2 separate regions of the Gasterosteus aculeatus genome follow, and region 2 is linked to region 1. A link is a contact called in public Hi-C data. All regions are on one chromosome and are shown on one strand. Each heading gives the region's core, a stretch centred on a gene start, on an enhancer-like site or on the middle of the called end of the contact. The rest is flanking DNA. Distances are from core to core; before and after follow the strand shown. Region 1 holds the start of dera (deoxyribose-phosphate aldolase (putative)). Region 2 overlaps arhgef39 (Rho guanine nucleotide exchange factor (GEF) 39).

What was found. Hi-C and Micro-C count contacts between places; a contact is called where the count stands out from the background.
Region 2: a contact with region 1 is called in a Hi-C map of skeletal muscle, with 13 times the contacts expected there. The contact joins the enhancer-like site here to the promoter of dera in region 1. A contact is called at or near these places in 4 of 6 Hi-C or Micro-C datasets (skeletal muscle, tail fin and whole body).

The regions. Positions count from the first base shown.
Region 1 is chr4:23,194,869-23,199,434 of fGasAcu3.hap1.1, forward strand. dera (deoxyribose-phosphate aldolase (putative)) reads left to right here and starts at 2,953. Exons shown (of 9, transcript XM_040174493.2): 1 at 2,953-3,208. The coding sequence starts at 3,178.
Region 2 is chr4:23,536,492-23,541,047 of fGasAcu3.hap1.1, forward strand. arhgef39 (Rho guanine nucleotide exchange factor (GEF) 39) reads left to right here. Exons shown (of 12, transcript XM_078101410.1): 8 at 2,220-2,437. Among protein-coding and RNA genes, the nearest start is that of braf, 14 kb to the right of the region's middle. Within about 2 kb of position 1,955, at least 4 of the 9 cell types and tissues checked have open chromatin away from gene starts, as enhancers often do.

The sequences.
Region 1 (4,566 bases), core at 1,703-4,202:
TCCTTGATTTGTGACCCTAAATTATCTGCAGGTGTGTGAAGGTGAGTGTGAATAGTTGTGTGTCTCTGTGTCAACCTTGCCATTGCCTGGCAACTAATCAAGGCTGTACCCCCACAACCCTGTATGAAGGATAAACGGCTTTGAAGACGGATGGATTGACATTATAATAACATGTCTTATATCATCATATTTCATTACATCAAAAACATCATTTTTAACTCATTTTAAATAGTCCAAAATCAGTTGCCACTCAGTGCTTTTCTATCTATACACTTGCGACATCCTTTGTCCCCAAACTCAGACTTGACAGAAGAAAAACTGCCTCAAAAACCCTTATGAGGGGGATAAAATAAGGAAGATATCTGTTAGAGATAGAATAGATCTTGCTTTTCTGCTTGTATTCCAAACAAGGGGCAATCTGCTGAACCCCCCATGTAAGCCCAGCTTTTGGACCATAACACTTCTGAAACCCCACAGACGACCAGGTCCAGTTGTGATAATGCTATTGATGCATGCATATGGACTCGTGCTCACATAAACCAGGCCTGTTTCTGCCTGTAGCTCCTTGTAGTAAAACTGATCCATCCGCAACACTGCGGGTTCCGGCATAAAGGCATCACCTTTTACCTGCAATGTGTGATCTTGTAAACTTGCGAGGTAAAGATTACCCTGCTCTCCTTTCCTAGTGAAAAAGCTCAAGCCCTTTTTGCATGGCGGCTGCCTGGATTGCCAACAACAAACCAGCTAAAACCACTTATCAGGCTCAGACATGTTAACCTTTGGAGCACCTCCACAAACAAAGTTCTACTGAAGTCAAGGTTAGGTGAGGAACTGTGTATTTACTGCAGCAGGCCTACTACTGTACGTTCAGTCCAGTGGACCCAAGAATGGCATGCAGCTTAGAGACAGGGCCATGGACTCACTTCCAGCGGGTTCCATTCCTCAGTGAGTCAGTGCTCCGTCACTCTCACCAGAGCCCTGTCATTGAGAAACAACCCCCCCACACATCCTCTCTCCTCTTACTCTTTCTGTGATTCATATGGTGCCTCAGTATGACCCCCCCCCCCCGGCTTTGAGCGTGATCTCAATTTAATGAGGCACAGGCTCCTAAGGCCGACCGAGCCGCAGTGGTAGGGAGAACCCCCCTTTCCTCTTCCCGCTAAAAAAACAATCCTAAGTGGCATAACTTTGCGCCATTCTCTTTTCTGCAAGGATCAAAGACACACGTGGAAGATGCACGTGTACATTATTTGGCAGTGTGAACATAGATGAGGCAACGGGTTTTGAAAAACTATTTAAGGTGGTTTCACGAAAAATTCTATCACTAGGTTGACAAAAATATGTTCAAAGTTGGCAAAGAAAGATCTGCAAAAATCCCAGCTCTGGTGAACCTGGATGTGGTTCCACCTCATGTGTCTCGTGACAAAACACACGGGACATGGGGGTTTGAGCCTGCTGCTCACCCAGGACCTACTCTACATTCTCAATGCTTGGTGCAACGTTTTTTTAAGGATTACTCTGTATTCTCAAACCAAACAGTACAAAACACATTATTTAAATTATCCAGACTTTACTAGATACTCGGATATGTAATGACTTTCCACCGTAATGTTAACATGGTCTAAAGGCAAGATTTGAATATGTGAAGACAAAGAACTATTTGAGGTCTCTATCTTTGAGTTCTGAACCCCATTGAAAAAAAGGTAAGGAGTTTTAAGAACTTGCACTGCACTGGCATCTAGTGGAAGCTCTGGGATGCCACGGATGATTTCTCACTGAAGAAGAATCCCAATCATTATGATGATGTCACAGCTATTCCCTTGTGACCTAACCCTTGTGTCAAAGCTCTATTATAAAGTTTTCAAAGGGTATATCTATAGGCAGCTGATGTAGCTGTAAAATAATGATGTCAGTCTTAAGGTGAAGTAATGATTCCTGACTTGTCAAGTTTCACTCCGAGTTGGTTTTGGGCCTCTGCTCTGAAAAAAGTAGCCAATATCTCTGTAACTACTTTGTCTATTTGGAGGATTTCTTTTCTATAGGATAAACGGGAACCCTTGTGAGATGGCACACAGATTCTTTTTTAAATTTCTAGAATCCACCTGAAAAAAAATCACTTACAGGGTCTCCATAACTAAAAACCACGGAGAAACCAGGCTATAAACCCATCTAAGTCTGGGTCACAACCCAGTTTGTGGACAGTATCTGTGGAAAGTTTTACTTTGATGGAGTGAAGCAGATCAAATAGAGAGGCCTTTAGGACAGAGAGTTTAGCCGAGGTTAACCATTTGTCCCATTTGAATTTTCTCCTGTACCAAACTATCATTTCACAACAACAACAAAAAGTAATACAAACTGTAAAAACCTAACCAAACATATACATTATTTACCCAGGGGAAAATGACAAACGTAAAAAATGATAATTGAAAGGTGAAGATGCTATTTCGTTGGCTGATGTTGTTAGCATGTTGCTTCGATTGATGGTGGACGGAATGTGCAGTTTGGCAGTGATTTTTTATGAGAAATATTAGGATTTGTTTTCATACACTTAATTATTGCTTGAGTTGTGTTTGGAGCATATACAAACAGCTTTGATATCATTGTAGCCCAGGCTCTGATGTTTCCAGAAATATGTGGCATTATTCTATTACGTTTTTTTCTTGATGGTATATTGTAGAACTATTGGGTTTGATCCACTTCCGGATCCACAGCGGACCTTCGGGGGTAAGAGGTTTGGGCTTTGTGCCTCTTTTTGCAGTGCACTGTTAAATGCCTGCTGATGGACCAAACACCAAAAATAGTTTCTGAGTGTCACACTTTCCCATTAAGGCTTTTGTTCTTCACAATGGCTAAATAAACAAGGCTTCTGACCAAATGTTCAATACCGTAGTGTCTATAAACTGCGAGCACCATATCTCTGGATTTTTCACTCACGCTTTTGCTGTGAGGCGGCTTTCCGATTGTGTTGTACATGTTCCGTTGGTAAATTAGCTGCACAGGAACACGAGCTGTTTTTTTTGTGCCTTATTGTGGAGGGAGTCCTCTTCCGGAATCCCCCCCCCCGCAGCCCTGTGCCGTCGCAGACAAAAAGAGAAGGTTGATAGGACCTTGGACTAGCAGTGGCTCTTGCTGTAAATATCAATCTGCCCGTGAATAAATAGTATCGCGTCCATTGACATGTCGGCCAGGAACCCTGGGACAACGCTTGGTAGGTAACGATATCAGCTGAAAAATAGAACTTACTTCTGCCCCCGCTATAACGTCGGGTCACTTCCTGTGCACATATGGATATCAGACGTCAGCGTCACATTTGCTGTACGACCGTTTGCCATTTGCCATCGTTATTGATGCAGTATGCGCTTTGTTAAAACATTGTAAAATATACATCACATGGCCCCGTTTTATTGCAATGCGCTTTGTTTTAAAATAATCGTTTAGTACTCTAGCTAGGCTAACCTTCCCGTAGCCTTGACTTCAGTTTAATAAGTAACATTACGTTAACTTTATCTTGGAAGTAAGCTGACCTGACAACACAAACACGATCACACACACACGATAACGCGCACGCGCTGTAACTAGAAACACACGGTAACAGACACACTAACAGACACACGGTAACAGACACACGGTAACAGACACACGGTAACATACACACTAACAGACCCACTGTAACAGACCCACTGTAACACACTAACATACACACTAACAGACCCACTGTAACAGACACACAGTAACATACACACTGTAACAGACACACGGACGTTTCACATTTCACTTAACCTTACTGAATTCAATCTAACTGTAACGTTGGTGTATATTAAGGCAAAATATAGTGAAATATAATAGTAAATGATTGACGTGAGTGCAGTTAGACCATGTAGCTTAATAATGTCATATGACAGCCCTGCTCAGCTGACTGCTGTTCTTCTTTTAGCGGCTTGATGACATGTTGCAGTTTTCTTCTGATGCTGTTTCAGTTCCATCATAATCTTAGTTGCATTTTCTTTCAAAGACCCCCTTGTTGGTGGGTGACACACTTGATGGAAAGTGATGGAAGGGACACCTAATCCATACAGAGAGTTGCCTTCCCCAGAATTGTGTCACAACATTGGTACCATTTGAGCGGTTGTGCTCCCAGTAAAATGAGTTTAAAAACAGTGCACTTGGACCAAGCGGACAGAACCCAACCACTCCAAATACACGCTGTGAATTACGTCATTTAGCCTTGTGCTAAGTAAGGCTAAACACACAGTGGGGTTGTGTCTATATTGGATGAACATAGATACTAACAAATTTTATTATCTTACCACAGTTCCCATAAAACAAAGGGCGTGAAGTCACATTTTGATTAATTCAGCCATGTCAGACCGAACAGTTTTTAAAAATCTTTTCTTTCTCTTAATTACATCAAAACTGGTGATGCATTAAACAACATTGTTTTTTTCATGTTCAATTTTGTTTGACCATCACTGAATTGGGAGCATATTCTAATAATTTGCCATACTTCTTGGTCTAAATTCATTTTTAAGAATAATACTTTATTGCTGCTTGTCTTGGATGTTTAGG
Region 2 (4,556 bases), core at 705-3,204, 340 kb after region 1:
CGGTGAATAGTTAGTGTCCCCAACCATTATATTCTCCACAAGTCAGGTTAATTTAGTTTAATTATATTTTCTATACATGGCCAGATCACAACCGAAGTAATCTATAGAATCTAACAAGTCTATACCTTGAATATATATACCTTAAACAAACTCAAAGAGCACCCTCCCCCCCAAAGCTCTAAACCTTGAGGAAACACTGAGTTCCCTACAATGTAATATGTCATTTACAACAAAGGATAAAAGCCTCAGGTCCGTCAGTTGAAAGAGCTGAGGGTGCTAGGGATCTGTTTAGTGTGGACATTTTCCACTACATTTCTCCTTAATTCCTGTTTGTCCTGAACTGAGTGGTTATTGTAACAATACATCCATAATGACTTCTTGTTCTGTGTCCTTTTAAAGGGTTGTATAAGGCTCAAGCAGGTTTTATTTTAAATAATTTTAATTAAAATCAAAACCAATCTCCATGCAACACCTGAGAGAGTCACGGTGTGTTTCCTGATGGTTCGATTTGAGACCCGTGGCATTTTAAAAGCAATTTGACCCCCTCCTGGCCCCGGCCACTTAATCTTAGTGGGCTTGTCTACCTGAAAATGTTCGCTCTTCGCCCCAGAGGCACAGCTTCGGCCACTCAAGCTAGCTGAAATTACAAAAACACCCTCAACCAGGCAATATTTCTCATCTTATCTATCCAAATGTCAGCCTCTTGCTTATTAGCTATCATCACGCCGCTGCCAATCAAGGAGGAAGAGATGAGAGGTTCCTTCACAGTCTGCTTACCTCTTACTTAGATTATTTCATCCTCATTTATTTTTTCAATGCAACATGGCTTAATTATTCTCATTATATGTATTCTCTGCAGTTGTGCAAGGTTAAAACCATTTTCATACTGACATTGATGCTGGTTGAACCTGCATTGGTGGTCCATCTGAATGTTATGAAGTTATCTTTGTTTGCAGTTCAGTGGCATGTGATTAATCCAAATTTGCTATTTATTATGTTCTAATCATTTTGTTATCCAGCATTGCGGTTTGACAGTACCTTAAATCAAAAATAACTCCATTCTAAGATCTCTAATGTTGACAACCTCTGGAAAGAAACTGAGCTGAGCAGCATGGGACATTAAATGTTAACTGCGTTATAAGCATACAAAATCCAGTACCTCCATGATCATTGACCAGACATCAGCAAGAGGTCTAATATCTGCCGCTATGTCTTCAAGCTTCAATCATTGATCATCTATCATTTGTTGGGACTTATATAATTGTAGCCTTGGCAATAGTTAGCTTAAAATGAAAAGCCTGCTAATGTTCGCAGAATGTCCTGTATATTACTCTTTGCTAATAAAATATGTTATTTGTCTTCACGCGTGCCTGTATGCTTTACAGTAACAAAAATATTTGGCACAATAAGTGTACATTCATTTTTTTTCTATAGTGTGAAAATAAAAAACACAACTGTTGCACAAAAAGTATGTTGTAACGTCCATGTTAAATGAAGAAATTGGATAACGATTGTCACAAATTCATTCTTCAGATCTTGAAGTTTAACGGATGGCTAGTCAAAGTAAATAATTATGAGTGTGACCGATGTCAACTAGCTTGATGTGTAATTTATTTCTGGTTCTCGCTACATAGACTATTGTATATACGTGGTGATAGTTATAATATCAAGGTAGCGATCAATGCTAATGACGCTAGCGTGCTGTCCAGGCTAGTGCATAGTCAGTGTTTAGCAAGTTTATTCATCAGCCGAGTAGCTGGCTATAGGAAGGAGATTGATAGCTTGTATGTTCATGATAACCTTATCAAGAGACGTCTGATCACTTTTGTATTCATTTACTATTTACCTTTTACTTTTATTCATTTTTCTGTGCAATTACTTGACAGTTTGCAACTGGTTTTAATTCTATATTTCGCTTTTATACTATACAGTACATAGGCCTTGTGTGATGCTATTCATATGTAAGAATATATAAGTCTATGGACTGTTAAGTCCCATTAATGGGAAAAATAAAAATATACTGTATATATACATAATCAAGTTGTTGCCTCTAATAGCTTTGTCACTTTTTTTGTGGATAAAGCTTCGTCTACATTGTATTGCCCAAACCTCACCAAATTGTGAGAAAAGTTTTTTGCTACTATTACAGGTGAGATCTGTCCCAGCTGTATTGGATAACGATTGTCTCTGTTTCCATGTGTTCTTCCCTCCTCTCACAGGGAGATGGTACATCCGCGAGGGCTGGCTTACGGTGGTTCCTCCTAAAGGGGCGGACACGACGCCCAGGATGTTCTTCCTGTTCTCCGACATGCTGCTGCAGGCCAAGTTGCAGCTCACCAGCAGAGACAAGTTTGCAGGCCAGCACGCCTACCCCCTGCAGGGCTGCAGCGTGGAGAAGGTGTTTGGCCACACCAGGAGCCAGGGAGGTCTGCTCAGTGTGAGTGTCAGGCCGGTGGTGGTCATGTAACTAAGTTAAGGGGTCAGAGATTTTAGATGAGGTGGGAAGAATATTTTTAAGCATTTTCTTTAATATATTTTCCAAGTGAGGGTAGGATAGGTTTACATTTAAGAGAGCCTTGTTTGGTAGGGTTGGGTACTGAAAATCTGAGCCATACATAATACATTTTTCACATGGTGTCTTGAAGTGGTTTAAACACCAAAAAGTAAAAAAAAGTGTTTAAAAAGTGTTAAAAACATTGGGGAAAGTTGAACATACGCTGAGTGTTGGTTTGGTAACAGGTTGGGAGGCATCTGATCGTTGATTGATTTGACTACACACACAAGTGAGTCCTTAGCATTATTTAATTTTCACTTCCAATAAATGTTGCTCTGATTTGTCTTACTTGCTGTTGTATAATCTTCCTTGAAGAGGTTTTTGGATTAAAATGTATTTTGGCTATGATTTCTCTTTAATCACTTCAAACCCTTGTCCAAGTATTCCAGAAGTTGAACTCGTCTCTCCTCTCGGTCTGATCCGTCTAACCAGGTCTCGGCACAGATGCCGACTGACAAATTGTGTCCAAATTAAGTAGCTGCCGTCATGAAACATTCAAAGGAATGAGTTGCGGCATTGAGTGAGGAACGGAAGTGTTTAATACAATGCTGCATGGTATCAATATTAATGTAGGCAGAAGGAGCTGTTGTTGTTCTGCACAGAGGTGTGAGGAGTCCTGTCCCCCTCGCCGTGACGTTTCACAGCACCAACAGTTTACGCTACTGACACAAGTGAAACATTAGAATTCATGTTTTCTCAATGATTTTCTTATTGTTATGTACAACCTCCAAAAGAGGAATGCAGCACATTTAAGAAGCTGTAACCAGTACCAGCGGTAACAAGTTTTATGTTTTTAGCTGTTGGTGAAAGGTAGAATCATTTCAAACATTTTGCACTACTCGGCAGTATTTTAATTAAAATTAATAACAACCCCTTTTTCTAAAAAAAAACTAGGATTTGCATTCAATGTGTATTTGATTGAAGACTTTTTCTGATTTATATCAAATGAGTAATTGATACGTAAACTTTTAGTAGTGCATACACATGTTCGTTAGCCTCAAAAGTGTTATAATTTGGTTGAATTAAGACCTGTGATGAGACAATAGGATTCTGGACCATTCATTAGTCCAGAGAAATAAACAAAAGATGTGGGACTCGTTGTCATGAGCCGCTGCCGTTGCTTGCGAGAATTAAAGGTTCTTCAAGGGACTAATGATTAGGTGATTATTCTCTGTACGTGCGTGCATGCGCGCTGCCTGTACCAGAATCTTTAAGTAGCTGGATCAGATTAGACTGCATATCAGTCTCTTCCGGCCCTCCAGTAAATACATCTTCCTCAGGGCCTGTCGCTGAGCCGCCTCGCGTTATCTAATGGAAGAAATGGCATTTCATTAGCCTCTTATCCCGCCGAGGCTCAAATGCATACTCGATAGCGTTACACATAATTTCTCATAAGGACACATTATTGATCCCGGGCCCCTTCCTGAGCTCAAGGAAAAGGGCTGTCAGCACTCCGGGGCCCTCCTCGTCCAGGGCCATGAAGAATTAAAGGCAAATTTAATTTGACAGCTGTAAATGCCATGGCAATCTATATGCAAAGTCTGAAGGGGGGGACGATACCTTTTTGTTAAAAGGGGGGGACGATACCTTTTTGTTAAAAGGGGGGGACGATACCTTTTTGTTAAAAGGGGGGGACGATACCTTTTTCTTGGTCACACATGTTTGTCGACGGCTAGCTTTTATTTGACATAACTTACATTTTTTTCCTCCTCATCCTTTGTCTCCTGTCCCTCCATCTGCCGACCTTCCTTATTCTCTCGTCCCTCTCCCTCCCCCTCTCCATCTACATGCTTCCTCCCCCTAATATCCTCCTTGCTGCTTGAATATTTTCTCACATCCTTGACACATTCCCTTTGATGTATAAATAATCAAGCTAAATTCTGTGTGCCGATGAGGCTCCGTGCTCCTCCGTCTCTTATTATAAAAAGTCATTTTTACTTAAGAGGGTCAGATTGGACAATGGCAAATCCATAATTACTGCATCGGAATAGAAGTGGATTCT